3 separate regions of the Mus musculus genome follow, and regions 2 and 3 are each linked to region 1. Evidence: chromatin contacts called from public Hi-C and HiCAR-type data. All regions are on one chromosome and are shown on one strand. Each heading gives the region's core, a stretch centred on a gene start, on an enhancer-like site or on the middle of the called end of the contact. The rest is flanking DNA. Distances are from core to core; before and after follow the strand shown.

The links. Hi-C and Micro-C count contacts between places; a contact is called where the count stands out from the background. HiCAR-type assays count read pairs that join an accessible place to other places.
Region 2: a Hi-C map of liver shows a contact between it and region 1, with 2.6 times the contacts expected there. The contact joins two enhancer-like sites. A contact is called at or near these places in 1 of 39 promoter capture datasets (liver), 1 of 484 Hi-C or Micro-C datasets (liver) and 1 of 9 other capture datasets (liver).
Region 3: a contact with region 1 is called in a HiCAR-type map of Th17 cells, with 5 times the contacts expected there. The contact joins two enhancer-like sites. A contact is called at or near these places in 7 of 39 promoter capture datasets (3T3-L1-derived adipocytes, cranial neural crest, embryonic stem cells and 4 more), 3 of 484 Hi-C or Micro-C datasets (bone marrow-derived dendritic cells, nephron progenitors and stem cell-derived neural stem cells), 3 of 115 datasets of contacts at active chromatin or transcription factors (Th17 cells, embryonic stem cells and oligodendrocyte precursor cells) and 1 of 9 other capture datasets (embryonic stem cells).

What each region holds. Positions count from the first base shown.
Region 1 is chr14:48,200,642-48,204,713 of GRCm38.p6, reverse strand. The region is part of intron 2 of Peli2 (pellino 2); the gene reads right to left. Gm52144 (a long non-coding RNA gene) reads left to right here. Exons shown (of 2, transcript XR_003951214.1): 2 at 1-298. It also overlaps the pseudogene Gm6498. Among named protein-coding and RNA genes, the nearest start is that of Gm52144, 3.2 kb to the left of the region's middle. Within about 2 kb of position 1,928, at least 62 of the 459 cell types and tissues checked have an H3K27ac peak or open chromatin away from gene starts, as enhancers often do. A contact at or near this core is called in Th17 cells and liver, where this site is marked.
Region 2 is chr14:48,505,979-48,509,928 of GRCm38.p6, reverse strand. It overlaps Tmem260 (transmembrane protein 260), which reads right to left. Exons shown (of 16, transcript NM_172600.4): 14 at 2,733-2,786; 15 at 804-894. Among named protein-coding and RNA genes, the nearest start is that of 4930572G02Rik, 53 kb to the left of the region's middle. Within about 2 kb of position 2,363, at least 5 of the 459 cell types and tissues checked have an H3K27ac peak or open chromatin away from gene starts, as enhancers often do. A contact at or near this core is called in liver, where this site is marked.
Region 3 is chr14:47,736,923-47,741,041 of GRCm38.p6, reverse strand. No RefSeq gene overlaps it. Among named protein-coding and RNA genes, the nearest start is that of 4930538L07Rik, 19 kb to the left of the region's middle. Within about 2 kb of position 1,826, at least 16 of the 459 cell types and tissues checked have an H3K27ac peak or open chromatin away from gene starts, as enhancers often do. A contact at or near this core is called in Th17 cells, where this site is marked.

The DNA.
Region 1 (4,072 bases), core at 679-3,178:
TCAGCTGCTCATGGCTGAGAGGCAGGTGTCCCCTGGATTAAGTATAGACACCAATTTTGTCTTTTTCCAGAGGAGCCAGAAGGACCACTAACCTGGATAGCAACTCTGCTCTGAGCACTGCCGTGCTCACAGAGGTTTTGCTCCATTCTCAGCGCCGAACTGGGTTAAAAGGAATGCAATTACAACTGGCTTACACAAAGCTATCAAGCAAATGCAGGAGACAGTCACTACAACTAGGATGTAGAATTGTAATGTGACAAAAAATAAATTACGTGAAATATATGTCTTTAGGAACAACTAGGTTTTGCAGCACAAAACAGCCTATGATGTGTGTGTATCTGTGTGTGTGTGTGTGTGTGTGTGTGTGTGTGTGTGTGTGTGTGTGTGTGTGTGTGTGTGTGTGTGTAAACGAATATCGTGGGTTGAATACCCATCAGCACTAGCTTCCACTGTTCCACAAGTCTTTGTAAGCTGGGAGATGGCACCAGTGAACAAGACTGAACAAAGACTAACAAACCCAGACTGCTTTGAGAGAAGCAAAGGGAACAGTAAGGCCTACGAGCAGCCACAGAGATGCAACCGACCCTGAATAGCCCCCACTCCACCCCAGTCAAGCACCCACGCACGTAAGTCAATCTAAACCAAAACAAGATGGACTAGTCCAAAGGCACATAAAAAGCAACTGCGTCAGCCACTGCACTTTTGTTTGTTTTTCTATAATGCTGATTAAACAATGAAGCAAAATTAATTACTACCTTGAAAGCCTGGAGATGACATCTCTGCAAAATATGAACGAGATTAAGCATATTCTTGCATTGTACTGGCATACGCCTCCCACATAAAAATAAAACTAACATAAGCATAAATGTGACGTAAAATCTAAGCTTCCCAGTGTGCACTGTGGCCACACAGTGAAGCGGCATGACTCTGTCAAGTCATAGCAGTATGGACGCTATGAAACCATAGCATGTGTGCTTTCCAGCTTCTGACCAATGCTCAGGAGCCTTAGGTACCCACGTTCCACAACGATGATGATGGTGACAAGACCTGACAGGAGGAGTTAGGCAACAGTGGATCCAATTAAAGTTTTTATTTGTAAAACTAGGCTGTATTTCAAAGCTGAGTCTTAAGACTCAGTTAATATCTGAAAATAATACAACCCTTAACTCCAAATGCTGTTACAGCTTAATATCACATCCCAACAAACGATTTTTCTCTCGTCACTTCCTTTAGTCTTGATTCACAGACTTGTGTGTCTCTGTGTGTGTGTATGTGTGTGTGTGTGTGTGTGTGTTGCATTTTAAAGCTCTCAATGGGGAGGTGGCTCAGTTGGTACAGCAGTTGGTGTGTAAGACTGAGGGCTTGAATCTGATCCTCCACATCCATATAGAAAGCCAGGCATGATGATGCACCTCTATTATCCCAGCACTAGAGAAGCAGAGACAGAAGCACCCCTGGGCTCACTGGCCAGCCAGCCCAGCTGACCCCATGAGCTCCAGGTTAGTAAGATTAAAAAAAAAAAAAAAGTTTTAAAAAATGAAAGGAGAGTGACTGAGGAAGACAGCTGAAGTTGACCTCAACCCCCTTACAGGACGAGAGCAAAGATACAGACATGCAGATGAACACATGTACATTCACGTGCACACACACTAAGACACACTAATCTGGAAAGCAAGGATGGCTGTCTTCTACCTGCCTACTGGGGAGCCCCCAGCCATGTGAAAAGACCACAAAGCCTTGGCTTCCAATACACTCAGCCATACCCCCACACTGCCCTCTGGTGAGGTGGTGTATTACTATGGCGACAGCCACCAGCTTTTTCTTCCCTATGCCTCTGTGCTCATGAACAGGGTCTAGCCTGTGGGACACAATTCCTAGTGCATAAACACACTTCTGAAGAGACGACAAAGGGCAACAGCGAGTGCCGGATCAAAGATCTGATTCAACGTCACCATGGTGCCAAGTGAGGCTGTGGCAGACTGTGATTCATGAATGGCAGACACCGATGTCTTGAAGCTTCAGTGAAAAGCTGGGAATCATTACTGAAACCTCTGTCTGGGTCGCCAGCTAACCGTGTCTGTGGCTGTTAATCTAAGATGTCAGCGGAACAGTCAACGTCTGACTGACATCCCCACGTGAGAACGGAGCCTACAAGCCAGCAGAGTCACATCCTGTTCCTGCCATTCTGCAGTCCAGCTGTGCTGGGTTTCCTGAACCGTCTCTCTCAGAGCTGTCTTACTCTCGCCAAAGCACCTTGCGCCCTGTGAGGCCTCCTCAATGCCATACTGTCACTTACCACAGAACTGCCAAGGTCTGCTTCTGCATTCTGCAGCGTACTGGTACTATGTGTACTTGTGCACATGAAAGTACACTGGATGCCCTACCAGTGGCATACAGCTACCTTCTAGGGGCAGAGGTCACTGTGCCACTTCATCCCCCAACCCCCACTCTTCTGTCACAAACAGCTAGCACTGAGTTCAGTCCCCTCTAGGACATGCAAGTTTCTTCCTGCCAGTGGAACAGGGCAGAGAAAAGCCACCTCTTAGCACTTACTCTGCTCAGGGGACAGTCTGAGGGGAGGAGGAACTGAAGGTAAGGCTGGTCTACCAAGCCGACCACCGCGCATGCGAGGCTACTACCTACAATAGCCCCTCACCACGGCAACCCAACATCCCAATGAATTCACAGGAAAACCAGCATCGTTTCTTCTCCCACACCTACCTCTAAGGCCTGTCAAGAGCCACAGAGGTCTCAAGACCTCCTAGCCTCCTCTGCATCCCTCAGCCCTAGCCTCCGTGCCTCAGAGCCACAGACCTCTCAACAAGGAGAATCCAAGACCAATTTCCCAGCCTTGAATTAAGCTGAAAATTATTTCCCAGTGGGCCCCAATTGACATCTATGAGCTTTACTGAATTATGTCTCAGGGACACTAGGAAAAGCCTTGCAAATGGTTTTGAAAATTAACACTACATTAGGTCATGTTTGTCATCCAGCAAACTGATACATTCCTCGGGAGAAAACCAGCCGAGCCAACCTGAGTTTCTGTTATCAGCACTGCTCGCTCTCAGCCCTCTCTTGCTCTCCCAATCTCTCTCTGTCGCTGACCTATGAACCTTAACCCCAACACATCTGTGTCCCTGAATCCTAAAACCACCACCACTGCAACCAACAGTCCACACAGCCATCAGCCCCTGCCTCTTGTCCAAGTGTTTTCTGCAAACAGTGGTTTTCCCCCTTCACTCCTCCCGTCCCCCGTGGAAAGTGACGTAAACTGGCTGGTGGGCATGTCTTCGCTTCTAAACACTTACACAGCGCTGCCTGGTAAATGTTCTCCTCACTGGGTTTTGAACAGGCCAGCCTCTTTCTGGATCTCCTTCGGCATCTACTGTGCAAACTGTATATAGATGCAAAACAGAACTACAAGAATTTCTGGGATCGGAACTGTGATCTCATCCACACACAGTGGAAAAGGCAAGCTATTTTTTGTCGGAAACTTTTCTGTCTCCTGGGTGGGAAAGATGAAGCAATTATTGTCAACCTAAAGCTCTGGGCTGAGGCTTCTGCTACTCACTTGAGACCAAAAAGTGACAAAGACATCAGGCTAGCCCAAAAAAGTGCCTCCTGACCTGGCTGCTACCTGACTCTCATGAAGGTCTACTGCCTCAGCTGGCCACTGGCCTCAAATGGACTCTCCCTTAGCTAAGACTGAGGACCTCCCTTCCGCAGCAGGCTGTGGGTGTGCCCAGCCTCTGGACATGTGCCTGGCCTGTCCCTTCATATCCAGTCTCTAGGAGGTAAGTCAGCTACTGAAAGAAGACTGAAGAGTTCTGAGCCCAAATGATCTCCACAGCTGGTTCATCCTGCTGTACTCATGTGGCAGGAGTATAGCTTCCTGCAAGACTGTGACCTCGGGTCACAAGCGCCTCCCTTAGAAGGACACACAGTTCAGTGCTAGGGAGTTCTAGGTATGCTCAACAACAACAATAACAACAACAACACAACCCTGCCCATCACCTCACCTACCTTAGATGTCTTCTACAATCTGGAGCTCAGCCGGGAAGGACAAAGGCAG
Region 2 (3,950 bases), core at 1,114-3,613, 300 kb before region 1:
ATGCTAAAGACCATATAGGAAACCAGAGCTTTGTCAAAACAGTGCTACTGCGAGCCTCTCCTCCTTTCTGAGGAGGGTGTAGCGATGTCTTCTAAAGGTGTGATGGGCTTCCCGAGGCTAGTCAGAAGTCAAAACTCTTTCTATAGCTTATCTGTCCCCAGGACTCCTATCATTTCATGTGTAGCCAATGTCAGGTTAGCATTGAGGGTGACATGGCAGAGCTTGGTCTAGTAAAGCCATTATGCAAGCTTCCTCCTGGTGCTGCAACAAAGAGTGACAGACGCTTGCCTAGAAATCACAGGTTCACTGTCCTGCACCTGAGATGAGAGGCTGAGGCGTCCATCAGTAGGGCTTTACTGCTTCTGGAGCGCTGGAGAATCTATTCCTTCCCTTTCCAGTTTCCAGACCCTTCTGCACCTGTAACTCAGAGTCTTCCCTTCGCCGCCATGGCTCCTGGATACCACTTCCAAACCTCTCCTGGTTTCTCTTTTGGAAGGCTCCTATGATCATAGTGAACCAAATGGGCTAATCCAAGCCTGATCTCAGGTCCTTTAACTCAACCACACGTGCCCTTTGCCACAGAAGGCAGTGGGCCAGGCACTGTGGGGGAGGGTGTCATTCTACTTACCATGACCCTTAGCTTCAACACTGTTTGTGACACAACTGAATGCTCTCCCCATGTGTACTGCTAATGCTCAAGACAACCTGGGCATGAGAGGGTAAAAGATTCCATTGCATGCCCTGTCTCCGCCCCAGGCGCTTCCACCTCCCAGTTGATGCCCTGCAACAAAACTGAAACATACTTTATATGCATGCGTGTAGAGTTGTGCTTTCACATCTGCAGGAACTGCAGCAGACTCTGCCAGACTGAAGATGAAGAATGGAGTCTTCATTCTGTGGGTGGAGGAAGAACCCTCATTAGAAACATCAAGATGGGGAATGGACAAATTTTTGTGTGTGCATTCTTCATTCTCTCATGTTCATGGAAATTTACTCTGAACCAACAGGATCCAAAAGCCCCCTAGGACACAGCGGCACTCATGCTCAACACTAAAATGTTTTGGGAAAAGGCTCATCACTGTGTGGTTCCCTGAAGGTGCCCGTTGCTGTTATGGAAGAGCAGTCTGAGACAGGGAGCATTGCTGGGCTTGCCAGTACATCCCTGAAGGTACCTGTCACCGGTGGCAGCTATGTCATGGGCAACCAGTTCTATAAAAAACTGGGTAGACATTCTGAGCACCCAAACATCCAAATGGTATTCGGCACACCAGTTAAATCAGCGCCTGCGCAGGTAGTGTCCTGCTTCCCTCTTTCACATGAAGTCACTCTGCTTTCCCAGATTCAATCACAATGAACAACTGTGCAGAGAATTTTTGATCAGATCCTCAGTGCATCTGTTTGCCCCTGTAACTAGACTGGCAACTTTATGCCACTTTCTAACTTTTTCAAAAAGCTCTCTGATACAAATTACACTACAGATATTTTGCAATCTTTATATTGGAGTTATGTTTCTTTCTTTAAAAAGATTTTTATTACTTTTTTTTTCTTATTTATTTATTTTGGGTGTGTGTGGGGGCGGGGCACAGGGCTATACATGCTACAATGTAGAAGTCATAGGACAACTTGCAGGAATCAGTTTTCTCTGGCTACCATGTAGTAGTGAGGTTTGAACTCAGGCTGACACATTTGGAGCCAAGTGCACCTTTACCTGTTGAGCCATCTTGCTTGTCCAAGGAGCTATATTTCTTGGCAATTCTTAATAAATCCATATATATATATATATATATGATTTATATCCTAACTCTATCCTCAGAACATAATCTCTGGCATAGATTGGGCATCAACATATTTTTGCAGAAGGAAGAACTCCATATGTGTGAGAGACCCTGTTCTATATTGCCTAGGAGTTTTGCATGAATGGCCAAAGTTTGATTTGTGTTGGTTTTATTTTACTTTAATTTTTTTACATTTATTTATTTTGCATCTGTGTGAGTCTGCAAGCTGTATCTTAAATATGGTAACTAGAGGACAATTTATGGAACCTGTGGGTTCCAAGGATCAACTCAAGTCACTGGGCTTGGCAGCAAGTGCCTTTACCCTCGAAGCCATCTTGCCGGCTCCTGTTGGTTGATTATTCAAAAATAATGACAGAGACCAAGAAAAAGCAGCAGTGCCACCAAGAAGTGATCCATCTGGAACAGCGTGCCTCTCTCTGTGAGCAGTCTCTGTGAGTAGCGGGTGATGTCTTTTCATGTAGTCTGCTGTGACAAACTGTGCTCCATGAGGGCAGGGACTGTCACCGTCCTGTGTAGCTTCTGGCCTGGCACACCGCCTGGCCTCTGTAAGCATTAGCTGAGTGTGTTAATGACAAACTGGCATAGCACGAATGGAGCCATGGCTGTATTGCCTAATTACAGAACAGAGCCCAGGAGTCAGGATGCCTCGGGGTTACACTGAGCTCTGGACTCCATCACTGTCATTACGGGCCCTTGGAAATCTGTCTGCCTCGCTCTTTTATAAAATGGAGATAACAGAGCTTCACAGGTTATTATGAAGATTATTAATATTACTATGTATTACACATGCATAGTAATACAATGTCTTGAACCAAATAGCTGTTCTGAAGTTATTTTTATTCCCACTCATCCACAGTCCCAGAACAAAAAGTACCATGGGCTATTCCTTCACATATTAAAAAACAGGCTGCAAATAATAAAATGTAGATCACTCACCTTGCTTGCCACATCTCCTCATTGGCCACCGATTCCCAAGAAGATGGACCAAATCTGTAGTTAAAAGAAAAACAGTTTCCTTCGTCGCTTACATTACAGCATGACACACAATGCCTGCTTTATAGTGTTATAAGCACTAGAAGAGGCTGGCTCTGGATGCATTGATGATAGCCACACCAAAGCTTTGCATTTTAGTAGCTGCCTCAAGGGGCAGAGGACAGAGGGGAAGAGGCTGCAGGCAGTGGGCAGCTGTTCCTGAGGCACAGGGCTTCACTTAACCCCTGCTGGGCTATGGGCTGCTTGAAGAATTCCAGCCAAACAACTGCTAGGCAGAGTTTTATAATAAAAATGTATAATAAAATTTTAAAAAATTATAGTTAAAATTTCTTATCAAGTATCTGTTTAGAGAGAATGGTGCTAAGGAACAATGTGTGTGTGTGTGTGTGTGTGTGTGTGTGTGTGTGTGTGTGTGTGTGCACGTGGCTATCTGAAGAAAATGTAATTTTTTTATTTTTTTGAGAAAGGGTCTCACTATGTAGATCAGATTGGTCTTGAACTCAGATCCTGGTGACTCTGCCTCCTGGGTGCTGGGACTTTAGGCATGTGCCACCACAGCCAGCTAGCTGTAATATTCCAGCTTCTCTGATGAATACTGGTGAGTCAGCAAGCTCTGCTGTGGTCAGCACTGTGGTGGTGTTTCTCACCGGCTCCAAACCTTTCCTAGAGCCTGTTAACGTGATCGCTCTTCTTGCACCTGAACTATAAACAATAGGCTATCTAATATAGATAATCCAGTAATGTAAAATACTTATATTTAATTGTGTGTGGGAGTATGTACATAGGCGTGCAGGTGGCTGTAGAAGGCAGAAGAAGATGTTGGCTTGCTGGAGCTAGACTTATAGGTGGTTATGAAGCCACCACAAGTGGGTGCTGGGAACCAAAGCTGGGTCTTCTGCAAGAGCAGAAGAGGCTCAATAACGCATAATTTAAAAAATCAGATAACGGGGGCAATTTATTTTACTTGACTTATTTTCCACATAGGTAAGAACAAGCCTGTGTAAAAATGTTTTAAGAAGAAATTAATAATGCCCTAACCAGTATAACAAGGTTGATGACAGACAGGCACAGGAAAGCTTCTCGGATTCAGCCTTTCTTACAGAAACTGTCTGTCTGTCTTTCCGCTCTTGTGCTGGAGACTGAATCACCCATCCCGAGCGC
Region 3 (4,119 bases), core at 577-3,076, 460 kb after region 1:
GATTGTCCAGTGAGCAAGTCCATGACAAGCTTTCTCAACTACTAACAGATAAGGGGGCCCAGTCCACCGTGGCCAGTGCCTCCTCTGGGCAGGTGGTCCTAGTGCAAAGTAAAAGCCTGACCAAGTCTGTACAGAGTGTTCATCCATGGCTCCTGCCTCTGCTCCTGTTAGAATTCACACCCTGAGCTCCCTCACTGACGGGCTGTGGTTAGGATATGTAGCCAAATACACACAGGGGCTGTGGTAGGGTGTGGAGACTTTCCACTGCCACAAGTTGTTTTTGGTCATGGTGTTTATCACAGCAACAGAAAGCAAATTCCAGTGTTCATCCCCAGAGTGGATAAGCCAATGATAATTTACAGTATACACAGAAATATAAAGAACTATTGTTTACTACTGGGTCAAAGAAGTCAGACAAAAGTACCTACTGTATGTTTCCATTTACACAAAATTGAGAGAGTTCAAACTAACCTCAAGTGACAGAAAGCATATCAAGAGCTGCTGAACAAGGAAGTAAGGGGACGTAGAGATCCTTGTGGTTAATGGGTTTGCTCTTTATCTTGGCTGTAGTGTTTCATAGGCACACAGCAAAATGTGCCCAACTATATACATGTATATGTATATATACAGACAACTGCTTAACAACAAAGTAAGCCAAATACAGACCGTGACGGTACAAAAAAACAAGGGGCTGCCTGTTACTTTCTGTGGAACATAAAATAGCCACTACACAGATGATCTAATGGTACCTAACAGAAATGAGCATACAAACTCTTTACAAACAGCAAGTTCCATCCCTAGGTGTTTATCCACTGCCAAATAAAGCAAATGGCAAACTAACTTACACACCTTTTGAGAGCATACCAAACACATTGCTAAGAGGAGGTGCACAGCTATCTGGTTACGTGACAGCATGGACGTGATGTTCAATTTCACTGTCAGGTAGTGGCCATGGCAGCATCTGAAAAGGGAGATGGGGCCAGGGGAGTCCACTTAAGCCAGGCAAGCATGTTAATAACTCTAACGATGACAGAAAGCTGTGTTGCCTCTCATTTTCTACAGGCTTGAAGTATTGTTTTAATATTCTCAAAGACAACAAATTTCTACATGTCAAAATTTGCAAGAAAGTAATCCACAGGAAAATCTACAGTCTAAAATGAATTTATTAAAAACAAATTTTATACAAATGTTATCAAAGAACAATTGAAAATTATAAAAATATAGAACAAGATGCATATTTTTAAAAGTGTGGATAGTTGCCAGATGTCATTAAAACTCCTGAAAAGAAACAGTGTGCAAAAACAGGAGCTCTCTATTTTTTGGTCTCAAAAGAAAGGAGTTCCTTTAGATCTAAAAGACTTTATTATTTCTATCAATATTCAATGTACTAAAATTAAAACCAAGAAAAAAATGTTAAAGCTTTTTTCATACAACATACAAGATTATGGTCTCCCCTCCCCCAACTCCTCCCCATTTCAACACCCACCCAACTCATGGCCTCTAAAACCAACAAACAAACAACAAACAAACTCATTAACTAAACCAAGACACATTCAAACGAACTCAAAGCAAAGTTCTGCACACTACACCTGGGTTATTTCATGCTGGGCAGCTCCTCCCAGGCAGAGAGCCTGCCCTGAAGGGTGGTTCAGATACTCAGGGAGATGCCACTGCAGCAAGCTTTTCCTTTGCCGAGGAGTTTCTACTGCAGGTAGCTTCTTGGTAAGGGGTAAGAGTGGGTGTCTCCTTCCCCTAGCAGTGCTGGGACCCCATCTGACTTGAATATGTGGTGCTGCCAGTCCCTGTGAGTTCCCATGTGAGTCAGCCCTGTTGTGTCTGTTGTGGTTCCCTGGGGCAGCACAGATGACAACAGAGTGAAAAGAGCAGGCTATAGTATCTTATGAAAGTAGTTTTAACCTTCAACATCTCTAGAAATCAAAGGTCAGGGGGACGCCAAGAGGGCTATGTGTCATACACGTCTAAAAACCAGAGGTAGACAGACCCTCAGAAAATATCAAGAGAAAATGAGAAAGACAAAGTAGTACCGCAACAAATTCCTCTTTTAAAAATTACTCTTTTTCTACACAACCATCTATTTTTCTCTAGCTAGTTACATACACATAATTACAGAAACATATATGTAGATATGTATATGCTCATGAGTCAGTCCCAAGCCAGATGTTTCAGGCTCAGGAGTAGAATACTGGCTCTCCTGAGTAGCCAAGACTAGGTAGGAGACTTATTCTCTGTGCCTCAGTTTCCGTATCTACAATGAAAAGGAGGGTAGAGTATATTCCTTTCCTGCCTCAATCTAGTGAATAATAAAGTGTCCAATTCAGGTAAATGATTTTAAGATATTTCGCCTATGATGAAATGTACACATGACAGTGCTATATAATGGAACTCTACCAATGAACACGAAATGGTCAACTTTCCTAGGGAAACATAGGTCTACCACCAATCTGTCAACAGCCTAAACCTAAGACTTCTTTGCCAATCCCGGCAGTAGTTTTGCTTTGTGGGACTTCCCTCACCTGTTGTGCAAACCCTCATCACGCCCCACAGCTTCAGTTTATAACACAGTCAGCACCCAAGCTCGGGCACTAGTGGTACAATCTGGGACTGTCTGTCCTTTTCAGTCCTCCCCTTGCTGTCTCTGGGCACCTAGATAATGGAGCCTCTGTGTGAGGGCACTCCTGGCAGCCTTCTCCTGGTGGCCTCTGCTCCTCCCATACACCTTCTATTGGTGGACCTGAGCAAATCCATTTCAAGAGGGACTTATTTGGATTATGGTTTCAATCCATTATTGGCTGCCTTCACTGCTTGGCACCTGACAGACTATCATGGTAACGTGAATGTGTGGTAGAGGTTAGAACCTTTATGATACAATCGTTTATCAGGAGTGTCACCAACTGGGGAACCATGTCTTCACACAGACCTAGGGAGATGGGAGCTCTGTTTCATATCCATGACATACCATCCAAGAGAGTCCTCACAGTACTGGCATGGCTTCAGTGCTGTGGGCAGCACAGCTACTGTGCTCTCTTGTGAACTATGCAAAGACAGCTGATACCTAGTCTTCTACACAGTGCCCTGACTTCTGCAAAACTGATGAACTCTCACACACCAAGAGGAATGGGCTGTTTCGTGGCATTTCCATCACTCCCTTCCATGTCTCTTCATTCTCTTTTGGAGTATCAACAAGTCTGTTCCCAAATGCACCTCTTGTAAGACAGTAGAAAGATGAACACTGGGACCAGAAGGCAAAGCAGCTGGTAAAACCTTCACCACTCATACAACTGAGCTCTAGGGACGTTTAACCTAAGGGCAGAGCCTGAGCGCAGAGCTACAGCTGCCCAACTGAACCATTGCTGAATGGGAGCACGGTTAGCTTTCCCTATATTACTCCAAAGTGAAGAAGCTGGCTAGACTGATAGATGTACTAGGGACAAACATTAATAGGATTATATAGGGACATATAATAGGGTTTCGTATAGGAAATCATTAAAAGTTACTCATGCCCCATGTCGGGATGAGCAGTGTTGTGTATGATGCATGAGTGTGTATGGTTGTGACACGGAGGGAAGGGTGCAGATGAAAGACTGAGGTGACATTCAGAACAAAAGAGGCCATTTGTGTTCTGTGATTGAGTCTCGCTTTGTAGCCCAGGCTACCTTCTAGCTCATGGTCCTCTTGCCTCTACTTACCAACTGTGCTTCTGACAGGTGTATCCACTAGACCTGCTTCAAAATCAAAAGGCTCTCAACAAAAGAAATACAGACTACAAAGCCTTTGTGCAGAAACATGACTGCTTTGTCCAAGAAAGCAATAGGGGCTGGCAGGATCCCACAACAGTTAAAGAGCTTACTTCCAGGAGACATCCATGGACTGGAGTCCCGGCATTCACCAAGCAGCTCATAAGTCTGCCAACTCCTCTTCTAGGAGATTCAATACGATCTGCTGGCCTCCAGGGGCATTATAAGCAGGTAGTGCACATACATACATGCAAGCAAACCACTCATGCACTTAAAATCAAAATCAAAATTTAAAATAGCAATAATACTAAAAGGTACTTTAATATTCTTTGGCACAGGATACTTTTCATCTAAAGAAGACAGT